2 separate regions of the Mus musculus genome follow, and region 1 is linked to region 2. The links are chromatin contacts, called in public promoter capture Hi-C maps. All regions are on one chromosome and are shown on one strand. Each heading gives the region's core, a stretch centred on a gene start, on an enhancer-like site or on the middle of the called end of the contact. The rest is flanking DNA. Distances are from core to core; before and after follow the strand shown. Region 1 holds the start of Dusp23 (dual specificity phosphatase 23). Region 2 holds the start of Slamf8 (SLAM family member 8).

Region 1 (6,768 bases), core at 2,267-4,766, 42 kb before region 2:
ATGAACTCTGACCCTCTGTAACCACTGAACTAATGTTTCATTTTATAAGTCATCTTGGTCATGACGACTCATTCTGTTGAGCTTCTGAATAAACAGAAAACTAAACAGAACAGGAAGAGTGTGCCTTTAGAAACATCTTGTGGTTCCAGCCCCAGCTTCGCCTCCCCACCCCGCCCCCACCGACTTCTTTCATGCTTGTTAGTTTTATTGCACAATTAGCTTTTGACTGTATATTATCTGATTGTCAGATATTGGCAATGGCTTTGATGAGAGGCTTAGTACTTTATTACATATTCTGAGAATAATTATATCTGTGTCTAAATCCCCCCAAGTATGTCAAAAATTCCTCAAAATTGAGGAAGTTACCCAAATCTTCTTGTTCCCCCAAAACATGTCCCACACACATACCCACATACACACATATGCACATACTATCTATCAATACAGATGCACGCAGTAGAGATTGTCCCCAATAAAGACCAAGAAACCTGCTCCCTTTATGAAAATAGTAATTAGACAGAATCACTTCCTTAAAAGGAGAGACACGAAAGGGGGAGGCTGCAGGAGGGAGATGTGAGGGTAACATAGGGACAAATATAATTACAATACTCTGTATGAAACTGGGTTTTTTTTGTAATTTAAGCCTTTCAGAAAAATAAAAGCATAAATTCAACAAATAAACAGTCTAGGATAATGTTCCTTATCTATTTTAATTGGAGGTTGTGTGTGAGTACACACATGTAAAAATTCACTGGGGTGTGTATTTGTTTCGTGTTTTAGTGTGTGAATTAAATTACAGTAAAAAAATGAAGTTTTAAAAGAAGTTACACATAATATTCAACACAGTCCCCATGCAACTGAAGAATCCACAGACACCCTGGAGACTCCCAGTGTCTTGAAGTACGTCTTGCCAATGCATTCTCTTTATTTTTTCAGTCCATTTACTTAACACTTTTGAACACTATGTCCAGACGCTGGTAAAAATAAAAGATTCAACAAATCAGTCTTAGTTCCAACAAAAACAGGAAACTCTGGCTCAACAAAGCAACTTCCACAGTGGGAAGATCAGAGTACACAGAGCCTAAACCCTCCTGAGGCCCAGATAGCCCTAAACAGACAAGAAAGATCCTGTAGATAATGTGTAAGAGACTGCCGAGGTTGCAGGAAGCCTCGCCAGGAGCCCAGCAGTGGCTTTTCTTACAGAAACCCTCAGCTGAGACAGAAAATTAAAGGAGACACCTGCAATGGGACACAGCTCAGACATGGACCCTGAGCCCTTCTCTCTCTAGAAGATGAAGGATGAGCAGACAAGGGAGAGCAAGTCTTCACTCGGAGCTAACTGGCCTTTCCACAGGCAAGCCTGCGTAGGAGGGAGGATGATGGACGACCTTTCAGCCTCAGAGACCCACAGGAGAGAGGACACACTGAGAGCAGCCTAGGGGCTCATTAGAGAAGAGAGTCTGCCTCCCACTGGAGAAGACAGGCTTGGAGCTGGATAGGAAGGAGATAAGAGACGTGCACGGAAGGGCGAGGAGAGACGTGGAAAGTTCTTCCCTGACACGTGGAAGGTAGACAGAGAAAGCAGAGAACCCAAGAAGTGATCTGCCCACACGGACAGTTCCTGGAAATGTTACTTCCAGACACAGCTGTCTGCCGTCAAGGTTCGTTCCCACTGAGCCAGAGCAGGCAATCCACCTCGGAAAGGAGAAATCCTTCCATTTTGCTGATGCCGTGGACAGCCCTCCCGCTGCCCGGTTGCTGAAACAATGGACTCCACGATCCTGGAATTTCCCCCGAGAGCCTCACGCAGGAGAAGGGAAAGACTGGGAGCCTGGTGTTTGAGAGATGGGGAACTTGTCTCCTTGTATGAGAGACGAAAGCAGAGGCTAGGGTGAAGGGGGGCATGGAGAACCACACCTTGACCAGGAACACTCAGTTATACATAACTCTTACCTTCTACCTAAGCCTAATCCTCATACCAGGACCCTAAAGATAGACTTGGGTGGTAGGGACTGGACCTCCTTGTTTCTCTCACTAATGTAGCACACTGAATAAACCACCTCCCGCTTTCACTAGCAGGTTTATTTAATTGGCCCATTGAAGAGACAAGTAGCCCATCTTGGCTTGTTATGGCTCCCAAGGCCCAGATTTTCACCCTAATGACCAGCAACCAAGGGAGGGTAGGATGTCTTCATACCCAGGTCTTGTGGGCTTAGGTCAGTATGTCCCTAGGCCCCCGGTTAAGAAAATACCCAGGGTTTTAAACACAAAATGTTTGGAAGAATGTGAAGATGGCTGTGTAACACTGTCATTTCCTGGATGACTGTAGGAAAGTGTGCCATTAAAAGATTCTGGAGAGGGGGACAGAACAATGGCTCAGCAGTTAAGAGCACTGGCTGCTCTTCCAGAGGTTCCATCCCCAGCACCTACACGGCAGCTCACAGCTGTCTGTAACTCCAGCTCCGGGAGTCCTGACACCTTCACACAGATACACATGCAAGCAAAACACCAATGTACATAAAATAAAAATAATAATAATTTTTAAAACAAGATTTCGGAGCTGGAGAGATGGCTCAGCAGTTAAGAGTACTGACTGCTCTTCCGGAGGTCCTGAGTTCAAATTTGAGCAACTACAAGTTGGCTCACAACCAGCTGTAATGGGATCCGATGCCCTCTTCTGGTGTGTCTAAAGACAGCTACAGGGCACTCATATACATAAGATAAACATTTTTTTAAAAGAGAGAGAGATTCTGGAGAATGGTATCTTCCTTAGCTTCCTCGGTGCCTCAGTTTTCTCATCTCTAAAATGGGGTTACTGTGATCACCTACCTTATGGCGATTAATTAACATATATAAAAAGTATTTGCACAAGTACCTAACACAAAGCAAAAGCTTAAATGTTGTTAACCCTTATGTTGTTGATAGTGGTTACTATATTACCCTGAGTACCATTTCCAGTGCCACATATTTCCCCACCCCCCATCCTTTAACTACTGTCGGCAGTAGAAAAATAAAACTTTCTATTGTCTGGGACATAGTAGTTCCCTCTTACTTCAAGAACTCAAGAAGACAGCAACCATGACTGCTTGGTCATTGAAGAGATTACCTACTCACACCCGCGCCCAGGCAGAAGTAGATTTTTCTATCACTATTTAAACCCCTTGTATAAAAACTATGAAGAGACCAGGCCGTTAGGCGGCTGGCCCACGATGCAGTAGCTCCAACGCACCACCAGGGAGCAGCAGAGCCCAGCCCTGGGCTGTTTTCTCTACAGGAGCAATTAATTGGTTCCAGGCTTCCTTAGTGCCTTCACTCCCCGCTGCAATAATCACGCTTGTTGTTGATTACCCAGCCTATCAACGAGTGCCCTGCTCGCGTCCGTTGGGCTGTAGGGTTTCTCTGCCTGCCTTGGAGCCGTCTTAGCCCCGCCCCCGCTGTTCAGCCAACCCTGGGTGGGGAGGAGCGTCACGGGGGAGGGTCCAAGAGACTACGTGGCCCGCTAGGGCAAGTGCTGAGCGGGGACGGAATCCAGCCCCAGAGGGGGGGTGACCCAATCTCCCGGCAGAGTAGGAAAGGCCAGCCTCGCCCTGAGTAAACTCCCCCCACGATGGGCGTGCAACCCCCCAACTTCTCCTGGGTGCTTCCGGGACGGCTGGCCGGACTGGCGTTGCCCCGGCTGCCCGCGCACTACCAGTTCCTGCTGGACCAGGGTGTGCGGCACCTGGTGTCCCTGACGGAGCGCGGACCCCCTCACAGTGACAGCTGTCCCGGCCTCACGCTGCACCGAATGCGCATCCCTGACTTTTGCCCGCCGTCCCCGGAACAGATCGACCAATTTGTGAAGATCGTGGACGAGGCCAATGCCCGGGGAGAGGTCAGCACGCTCGTGAGCCAGAGCGAGAGGGCGGGGCCTGGAAGGAAATGAGTGGGCGGGGCCGGAGCTGGAGTCCGAAAAGAGTGGGAGAGCCTGGGGTTGGGGGCGGGGGTGACAGGGCTAAGTGGGGTGGGAGCTAGATGGACCCACTCCCTGACTAAAGTCAACTATGCTGCTAGGAGAGGTGGTGCCAAGTAGGCTGGAGAGAGAGTACTGTCAAGTGAAATCCTTCCAGGAGTCCAGGGAGCGCCTATGTCAGACGGAATCAGTTCAAAGCCCTTTTACTAGAGGTCCAAATGTCATAGAGACACACTTGTAATTTTAAATTTTACTAGCAGCTACGTTTTAAAAAAAAAACAAAAACAAAAAACGAAAAAGATGAAAAAGAAGCAGGTGAAGTTAATTTTGTACTAATCCAATAAGTCAAAAATATTATTTCAACATAGAATCAATATGAAACAAATTATTAATGAGGCATGTCCAGTCTTTTTCATGCCGCATCTTCAGGGCCTGGTAAGTATTTTGCACCTCAGCTCAGTTTGGACTGACACATTTCAGGAAAAATAGCACCACAAGTGGCTGGATGTACTATACAAGACAGCACAGGATAGAGGCCAGGCGATGTAGGCTGAGAGCCCAAGTTGGAACCAGCCATTCCAGAGGCCTCCTAGTCACCTGTCCTCCCACAGCTTTGATGTCACTTCTTGGAGAGCCTGTGATGTGTGGGGTGAGGACAGGGGAGTATTGGGGAGGGCATTGGACTCTACTCCATCAGTCTCCACTTCACAGGCTGTTGGAGTGCACTGTGCCCTAGGCTTTGGCCGCACTGGCACCATGCTAGCCTGCTACTTGGTGAAGGAGCGGGCTTTGGCCGCAGGAGATGCCATTGCTGAGATCCGGCGCCTGCGACCAGGATCCATTGAGACGTATGAACAGGAGAAGGCCGTCTTCCAGTTCTACCAGCGAACAAAATGAGGACTTCAACAGCCCGCCTTTCCCCCTCCCCAACTCCTGCGGCCAGGGAGGAAGGGGAGTGAACTAAAGTACTGCATCCTTCAGGTCCCTCTGACTCCTATTGGACAAAAGTAGTCCTTCCCCAAAGCCATAACGTGGCCGGCAGGATGGCCGAGACCCCACAAAAATGAGGTAATAACTGATAAGAACTCATCACCGCTGCATAGCATGTACACAGCACTCCCAATACATCTGGGTGGTTGAAAAGACAAAAAAAAAAAAAACAAAAAAAAAAAAAAAAAAACCACTTCTGTTCTTTGGATGAGGTGTCTAGAGTTCAGAAAGGCCTCCGGTCACAGTTCTGGGAAACAGAAGGATAGGCCAGGACTCCAGCACACACCTTTGTCATCCTGAGGATGATGGGATTCTAAGTGCTGTTCCCTGACATGTGATAGAGGAGAACTGGTCAGTGAAGGAGACCCATGTCCCTGGCCACATGGCCTCCAAGCAGCCTCAGGCCGCTGCACTCCTACACCAGCAGTGCCCCCTTGACATCACCCCTTATGTAGGGTCATCCGTCCTACCTGAGCCACCTTTGTTCTCTCAGGGTACAGAAGACCTGCATATCGTGCTACAGATGAGGTCTCTCTCTGTCTTATCTGTTTCTCTCTTGGTCTCCCCCTCCCACTCTCCCTCTTAATCTCCCTCTCTCCCTCCCCCTTCCTCCCCCCACCAGGGCTGGCCACCTCTTACCAGCCTCAGGTGACTCAGCTCATCTGTCACCTCCAACCCCTATGTCGTCCCCAGCCTCAGACCAACGAATGCTGAAACTGTGTCTTGGTGGTTTTAGAGTGGATATTAAGTGATCAAATAAATAACTCTGGGACTATGAATCTTGGCCATGTTTCTCAGGTGTTATCTTCACGTCTCCCCTGTTGGACTCCACCCAGCCGCAAGCGCCACACTTTAGACTTTCTGAGAGATGAGATAAGTGTCATTCATGAGCCCAGTGGACTCTTCCATAATGGCAGTCTGAATCCATGCCCTATCTTCCATAATAGGCTGAACTGAGTAAGGGAGACTCTGCGTGTCTGTGTGAACCAGGTGCTGTTAGAGATGGAACCAACTCAGCAAAAAGAAAAGCCATGATTCCTATTCTCAGGAGCCCTGCCTTCTGGAGAAGGGTAATGACATTCTCTTCACACTCGATGGACACTAAAGGCTACCTCAACTATCCCAGATGCAGGACAGTCAAGAGTTCCCCTACAGCCTCCATCTCTCCTATCAAAGACCAGAGCTAGGCCTACACCAGCCCCTCCCCTGTACTTCATTCCATCTTCCCTGTGCCCCTAACTCAACATTATCCAGCTCACTCTTACACAAAAGGCTTTTTAAGCAAGAAATATAAGAGCCCTCATTTGAAATCCTTTTTCTGTTTCATCTGGAGGGCCCATTCCTTAACTGTCTCCTTGGATCCTCTCTGACCCACCCAGGGGGATATATCGGCCAAAGAGAAGAAACTCCAAGGTCCCAGGCATTTAGGCTTCAAGGATGGGAAAAGGACAAAGGACGGACACACCATCCACCTTGCCCCTCCCACTTCTGCCCCATGATTCAAACCAGACCATCTCCCGCGGGAGTGTGTATGTCTGTGTTTTCCTGAGGAGGGCATAACCCAGAGAGAGGAAAAGGCCTGTTTCCTTGACTCTTTTCTTTCACTGCCAGAATTTACCCACACAGAAGGAGGTGAGGGGCTGTGCCCTCCCCTTGCCAGTATTGCTCGACTGTGCTATGTGACCCATCCTCGCCCTTTCTGCTGTCTGTTCCTCCGCGTGTCCTCCGCACTGCCAGAGCGGAATCTGCTCTTACCTTCCTCCCAAGGCTCCTTTGAAGGAGACAGAAAATTTTTCTAACCCCATTAAAGCCCTGTGTGCTGTTCC
Region 2 (6,833 bases), core at 4,223-6,722:
CCAAACCATTGCTACTCCCTCAAAAAAAAAACTACCCCCTCATATAAAGATCAAAACACCAAAGTGTCAGCTCCAGGAGGAAAAGTGTGGCTAATGCTCTGGATGCCTCCAGCCCTTCCAGCGCTTCCCAGGGAGCACAGACAGCCTCCTTCCTGAGTTGTCTGTCCACTTCCCATTCTTACTCTGCCAGGAACCCCGACTACTGCCAGCCTGAATTGCTTTCAAGAAATCTGTGACAAGCACAAAAATCACAGCAAATATTTAGAAAGTTTTCTAGCAATCGGACAGTAATTGTATGTTTGTTTAATAGAATCATAAAATTAGAGTTTGTCGTTTGTAAGTATGCCTTTTTTTTTATTCTGGATTTTCTAGTAATTTGCTTTTATTATAGTCTACAGAAATACAGGTCCACAATGGGTTGGAAAGGAAAACAGGTTGTTTGGCTCAGATGACAGAGAAGCTACAAACAAACACACACACACACACACACACAAATACATACACACAAACACATGTGCACACACATACACACAAACACACACATACACACACACACACAAATACATACACACAAACACACGTGCACACACATACACACAAACACACACATACACACACACACAAATACACATACACACACACATATGCACACACTCCTGACTACTCAGGAACTTTTCTCTCCTTACTGCTATCTGTGTCCACAGGTCTATCTACACAGCTGAAAATATCCTTGTCAAAAAATAAAAATAAAAATAAATCCCTTTTCCTGAATAAACTGGATTTTTTTTTCAAAAACAATCCATTACTAAGAAAATTGAAAAGGAAAAAAGGAAAGAAACCCTCCCCAAAGCTCAGAGGTCAGAGCTCTCTGAGGATGCCCATGCTCTTTAGCCTACTCTATCCTTGGTTTGTGGAATATTAGCATCCAGCCCAAAGCCCCACATCCTGGGTGGGGTGGGGGTGGCAAATCTCACTGGGAAACCAGGATAGACCTAGCTGACACTGAGGAAGGGCACTGGAGAGAACTGACAGCTGCTGCCTGCCACAGGTACCTGACAGCACTCATCACAGGCCCCCCATCTGTCTCCTCCAAAATTCTGAGCTATGAACCATCTTTTTTCTCCTACTCAGAGCTAAATGCAAACGGTTATGTATCTAGAGGAACATGATGATCATGCCTTTCCTGAGGACCTGGGCTCTATGGGTTCATGTGCCCTAAAGGATAAAGGTACAGGAAAGAATTCCATGTCTGCATTGGGGACATTGGCTGCAGCAGCCTGGAATTGCCCCTTAATGGAAGGAGAAACAAACACACAATTGGGAGCCCTGTGGCTGCCCTCTGCTGGCCTTCTCTGGTACTCAAGAATTTATGTGCTGGCTACACTCAGGCTAGTCCATTCACAGGAGACCTACATCTTAAAAGATGGAGATTGGGAGTGCAGTTCAATTGGTAGAGTACTTGCTAGGCATGAGAAAAACCCTGGAAGCATCTTTCAAACCCAGTGGGTGGTGAGTACCTGAGGTCTCAGCATGCATGGTGTGGAGACAGGAGGATCAGAAATTCAACGTCATCTTCAGCTACAGAACAAGTTTCCAGGACATTCCAGGCTGTATGGGATCCTGTATTGAGAATTTTGGTCTCTTAAAAAAAAAAAAAAAAAGTCATGTTATGTGAATATGTTTTTTGTTTAATCCCAGGTTCAAAATAAGAGGTTGCTTCACAGTGATTGTGATTTGCCTCCTGTTCTAGCAAGGGCATGATTTTTGCCTGTTGTAGATCATTTAATTTGGGGGACTCTGGAGATGGTATCAATGGCAGAGCCCAGAGCGGGATAGGGGTACTACATAAGAGGAGGCTGCTGCTCTTCCTGTCACTGGTTGCTGTTGTGGTTTGCCACATGGTCATGATCAAGAGAAGAAGTTGGCGACTTGACTATGAAGATTGGACTTGCCCCCAAGGAACCCAGTGCCCCTAACCAGCAGAAAGTAGTCTAAAGAGGTCTATGCCTCCTTTTCCTTCTAACCTTCTTTCTCTCCTAGCTAGTGTTTGTGAGTTGGAATTGGGGTGGAATAAAGGTTGGAAGGAAGGTAGAGATTGAAGAACCTAATAAAGTGGCTTTAAAAATATCTCAAATTTGTGTGTGTGGGTGGTTGGGTGTGAGAGACAGAGACACAGGCACAGACAGGGAGACAGACCAAAACAGACAGAGAGAGAGAGAGAGACATAGACAAAGACAGACAGAGACAGAAAGAGAAAGATAGAGAGATTGAGTGAAAGAGATTGGATAACACACGATTATTGTTTTATATATGGCTACATGGCCATACAGTTTAGATGCAAGACAAAATGGAACCAAGAGGGTTGTGTGCCTCGGGATTCTTGGGATTCCTTTCAATTCCAGGCTGGTTTAGATTTGCCTAAGAAACAAGGTCTACATGTTTATTTAAATGAGCAGCTCTGTGCCCTTTGTGGCCTCAGTCTCCTCTGCACTATGGGAAGCAACAGCAGCTTGCAGGACCTTGGGCCCTCAGCATGTCTGCTTCTGCTTCTCGCTGCACACAGGGCTTCAGCAGAGAGTCAGTGGAGGAACTCCATCACTTCAGAAAACGGTCCTGGTCTACTCAGTGTCTGGAATCTTTTCCACACATGGAGCACATCAGTAGTGATGGTCACTTTTGTCATCAGGACCAGATTGCTGCCACCCAGTTTGTGAGCTCTGGCCTCATGGCATCATGCCTATGGATGCTCTATAAAAGTTTATTTGATGCCTTGGTCTGCAGGAGATGAGAAACCTGTAAGTGTTTGGTGAAGGATGAATGTATAAATGAGCCTCCGGTTCCTCTCTCTACCTCAATAAATCTCCATGGTGGCTTTGTTTGCTATACTATACAGCCTTCCTTCACATCTCTAGAAAGGTATCTCATTGCCTCAAAGGCAGAGAGGCCCTAAGATGAACATCCCACCAGCCCAGGCTCCTGCATCTACCATTCCCACCCACCCACCCAACCAACCCCCGTCCCCTGCATGTTCTTCCTTCTCTCCCACTCTGTACACCATAGCCCCCAGGCTCACTGAAGATATTGTCCCTTCTACCTCTTTATAAGCTAGAGCCAGGGTGAGGCAGGACAGGCAGAATGTGATTGAGTTGGAAGAGACCCTCTATGCCAGCACCATCTCAGGAGCTACCAGTAAGGGCTATCCAATGCACCCGTTCGCAAATGGTGACAGTGGATATTTCTAGGAAGTGGCTAAAGCAGTGCTCGCTCTCCCAAGTTCTTCTGCCTCAGGCCCAGTCTTCCCGACATTCCACAGCTGCCCAAGAAGGCTGAGCAGGGAGGGGCCACTGGAGCCCAGCAGCAAGGCGTCCGCTGACAGATCTCACAGGTATGCCATTACAACGTATTGAAAAGGAACATTTCAAGCCTGGCTAAGTGATCTACTAGCAATCCGCAGAGCAGCAACCCACCTGCTAGCTTAGCAAAGGTGCCTGGGGAACTGAACAGAGCTGGGGCTGTGCAGGCAGGAAGGGCCAGAGGAAGCCGGTACCAGGCAGAGGAAGCCAATCAGACATTTCAGAGGTATAGGCCTGCTAGGACTGAGAATGCTGGAGCTTTAACTCAGGTGACAGCGTTTGCCTCACATGTGGAAAACCTATGTATGGTTCCATCCCCTGGTGCCCCAGGAACTGGAAGCGGTGGGGCTTGCCTGTAATCTCTGCAGCTAGGAGGTAGAGGGTTAAAAGTTCAAGGTCAGCCGGGCGTGGTAGCACACACGCCTTTAATCCCAGCACTCAGGAGGCAGAGGCAGGCGGATTTCTGAGTTCGAGGCCAGCCTGGTCTACAAAGTGAGTTCCAGGACAGCCAGGGCTATACAGAGAAACCCTGTCTCGAAAAAACAAAAAGAAAAGGAAGTCCAAGGTCGTCTATAATCAGTGAGTCCAAGGCCAGTCTGTAACATACAAGACCCTGTAAACATAATAAATAAATAAATAAATAAATAAATAAATAAATAAATAAATAAATAAATAAATATTGATCTTCTGGTTAACTGATTTTAATTTTTTAATTTGTGTGTGTGTGTGTGTGTGTGTGTGTGTGTGTGTGTGTGTGTGTGTGTGTGTCTTTTAGAAACCTGTCTAGTAGGAAGAATTCCAGTCTACTTTGGTCTGGTCAGGATCTCAGGCCCCAGTGGTCTCCTTCAAGTTTGAATGAGCAGTAGTGTTCTGACAGTCTTCTTCAGACCCTGCTGTACATTTCCCCTCTGAACTACACGTAGAGGCTCCCCATTCATTCCCCAGGAAAATGCTGGTCCTTTCCCTTCTCTCTTGGTTCCTCAGGAGCAGCATGAATGCTTTCTCTTCCTCCACAGCCAGTGTTACCATGGTGCCCATTTCACTCACAAACTAGATACTATACAGGACAACACACAATGATCCAAACTCAGGACATTAGGCATCTTTCTCAAGGGCAGCATCTTAAAATGACTTCTCTGCTGGGGATAGGGATACAAGTTGGTAGAACATTCCAGAAGCCTTTCATTCTCTCTCTATTACTGAGGGAAGAGGGGAAAAAAGAAGCTATAAATAAAAGCGCAGAATAAGAGTGAGGAGGGGACAGCCCATGCTCTCTGCCCCTCTATGACCCCTGGGACCCCAAGAGAGTGCCTACCATTAACGTGGCTTTTAATTCTTCTTCCACAGATACTTCCAATGGGGTGACAAGAAGATCAGCTCTGAGAATGGTCCTCAGCCTTACATAAAAGCAAAAGGGCTAGCCACGTCTGATAGTTGTCCAATCACTTAATGACTATTTATTAAACAGTGTGTCCAGCACAGAAACAAATACGAATGTTGCTATTAAACGGCCTAGAGAAACTGTGTGGCTATGACCAGCAACATGCAGAGGATACAAGGAAGAGTAAGAATACATGGGTACAAAGTATTTCTCACTCTGCTTGTAGGCAGGGAGCCTTGAAGGACAGCCTGGTGGGCAAGGTATGCCTGCTAGGAAAGCCAATCCAATGTGTGCAGATGTCAAATGGGGTGGTTCTAAAAAGAGGTAGTCTGGCTGGGATGGCCAAAGAGGAGAGCAGATGTGGGCAGCCAGTCTGTAGAAGCTGAAAAGCCTCCCATGCTAAGCTCAGTATTTTGTCTTTATCCAGAGGGCAGCAGGAGAGTTTCAAAGACTTTTAAGCAGAGGGGAAGTGCATAGATGAAAATTGAAGCTCAGAAGGCTCTCTGTGACAATGATGGTGATTAGGCCCATCCATGAGCAGGGCTGGATGCAGAAAGGCCTGGTGACCATGTGTAAGAAGCACGTGTGCCATGTGGGTGTGCTTGTCACCATGCTCTGACTGCCATGTGCACAGAAAGGAGGCTGACTTACAAGAACCGGCTCCTGAGAACCCAGTGAGGCTCAGCTGGGCCTGCAGCCAACTTCCACTTTACCCGGGATGCTTTCGCTTTCAAGACATCTTGTTTTGAGTCAAGATTCCTCCTTCTGAACATGGGACTTTCCAGCAGGACCACAGCTCCTTCCGTGCACTCGTCTGGCCTAGGATGGATATCCTAGTTTGCTGAGGGAATCTTCCAAGGGAGGACAACGGCCATGTGGTCCCTCTGGAGTCTTCTTCTCTTTGAAGGTAAGTGGGGCAGATGGACAACCTGTCCTCGGGGAGCTGAAAGCCTCTCCCCAGCTGCCTTCATCCTACTGCTAGGCAGCTTGCCTCTCCAAACCAAGTAAGAATCAAGGAGAGAAGGAGAAGTGAGGTGTGGAGCAAGCTCAAGTGGTGTCTTAGACAAAATAGGGTAGCGTTACCAGTGGCATCTGTATCCAGGAGACACCACCCGTTCCAGGGCCCAGAGCAGCTTGAAATGATGGCAGTTTTGAGAGAAAGTTGGGTGCTAGGGTGATGGGGATCTGGCACTACTGACACATGGGGATCCTCCAGTCCAGGGAAAGAGAGGAGGGTAAGGCAGAGGAGAGTTCCCTAAGGAGTGTTTCGGCAGCTTGTAAGGATGCTGAGGTCACTCTCTGTATCCTGTACAAGAAGAGATGGACATTGAATGAAGAAATGAGGTGACAGCAGGTTAAATGTGGTCCCAGTGGGCATGAGGATAGCTGATAGCAAACTGGTGTTGGAGTCTCCAAACACGAGCTGACTCCCTCCATCACTCTGATGGCTGAGTTTCCCTCTTTGATCAACAAATAGGCAACATGACACGGAGTTCATGGATCCCCATACTCAGAGCCAGGATACGGCAGAACCTCAGACTTAAGGGGCATCCAGTGTTAACACTGAATCTGTGTCCTTCAGAATAAAGATGGCTAGGCCCAGAGAGGTTAAAGATATAGATGAGGACTAGAGTTGTGATCAGCAGATCTCTTGATCCCAGCTTCTGGCACTTGGATACATGATGTATCAACCCTTACGGTGCCCTGCATCCTGAAGCCTCCTTCTGTACCAGGCTCGGGGTCAATCCTCAGCAAATTCAGTGCAGTGTACTGAGCTCCTGCAGTCTAATATTAAACTGAGGGGAAGGGGAGAACTGCACGTATAAAGATAAAGACGTTTGCTCTTAGCCTGAAAGAGTTCATGTCTGGAGGGGGATCCTGATTCAGAGACAGACACTACTAATAGTACAGGGTGCTGATTTCTGGTCACTGTAGGAAAACAGAAAGAATGTAACCTTGCAGTGAGCTAGGGAAGAGGTTAGAGGTGATGGTGATGCTTACAGAATAAGCACACACAAATAAGGCAGAAAAGGAGTCAAGAGGGCAGCTCAAACAGGATTGTCTTCCTCATAGTTCAAGCTCAAAACAGTCCTTTGAAC

Evidence for each region. Promoter capture Hi-C pulls out the DNA fragments that hold promoters and counts their contacts.
Region 1: a contact with region 2 is called in a promoter capture Hi-C map of macrophages, with 8 read pairs. The contact joins the promoter of Dusp23 here to the promoter of Slamf8 in region 2. A contact is called at or near these places in 2 of 39 promoter capture datasets (embryonic stem cells and macrophages), 3 of 484 Hi-C or Micro-C datasets (nephron progenitors and palatal mesenchyme), 3 of 115 datasets of contacts at active chromatin or transcription factors (embryonic stem cells and intestinal crypt epithelium) and 3 of 9 other capture datasets (adipose tissue, liver and pancreatic islet).

The regions. Positions count from the first base shown.
Region 1 is chr1:172,629,722-172,636,489 of GRCm38.p6, reverse strand. Dusp23 (dual specificity phosphatase 23) reads left to right here and starts at 3,516. Exons shown (of 2, transcript NM_026725.2): 1 at 3,516-3,874; 2 at 4,664-5,721. The coding sequence starts at 3,608. The coding sequence ends at 4,849. It overlaps Gm35601 (a long non-coding RNA gene), which reads right to left and starts at 3,510. Exons shown (of 5, transcript XR_001779542.2): 1 at 3,349-3,510.
Region 2 is chr1:172,589,207-172,596,039 of GRCm38.p6, reverse strand. Slamf8 (SLAM family member 8) reads left to right here and starts at 5,472. Exons shown (of 5, transcript NM_029084.3): 1 at 5,472-5,641. The coding sequence starts at 5,608. It also overlaps a transcript of Fcrl6 not described here.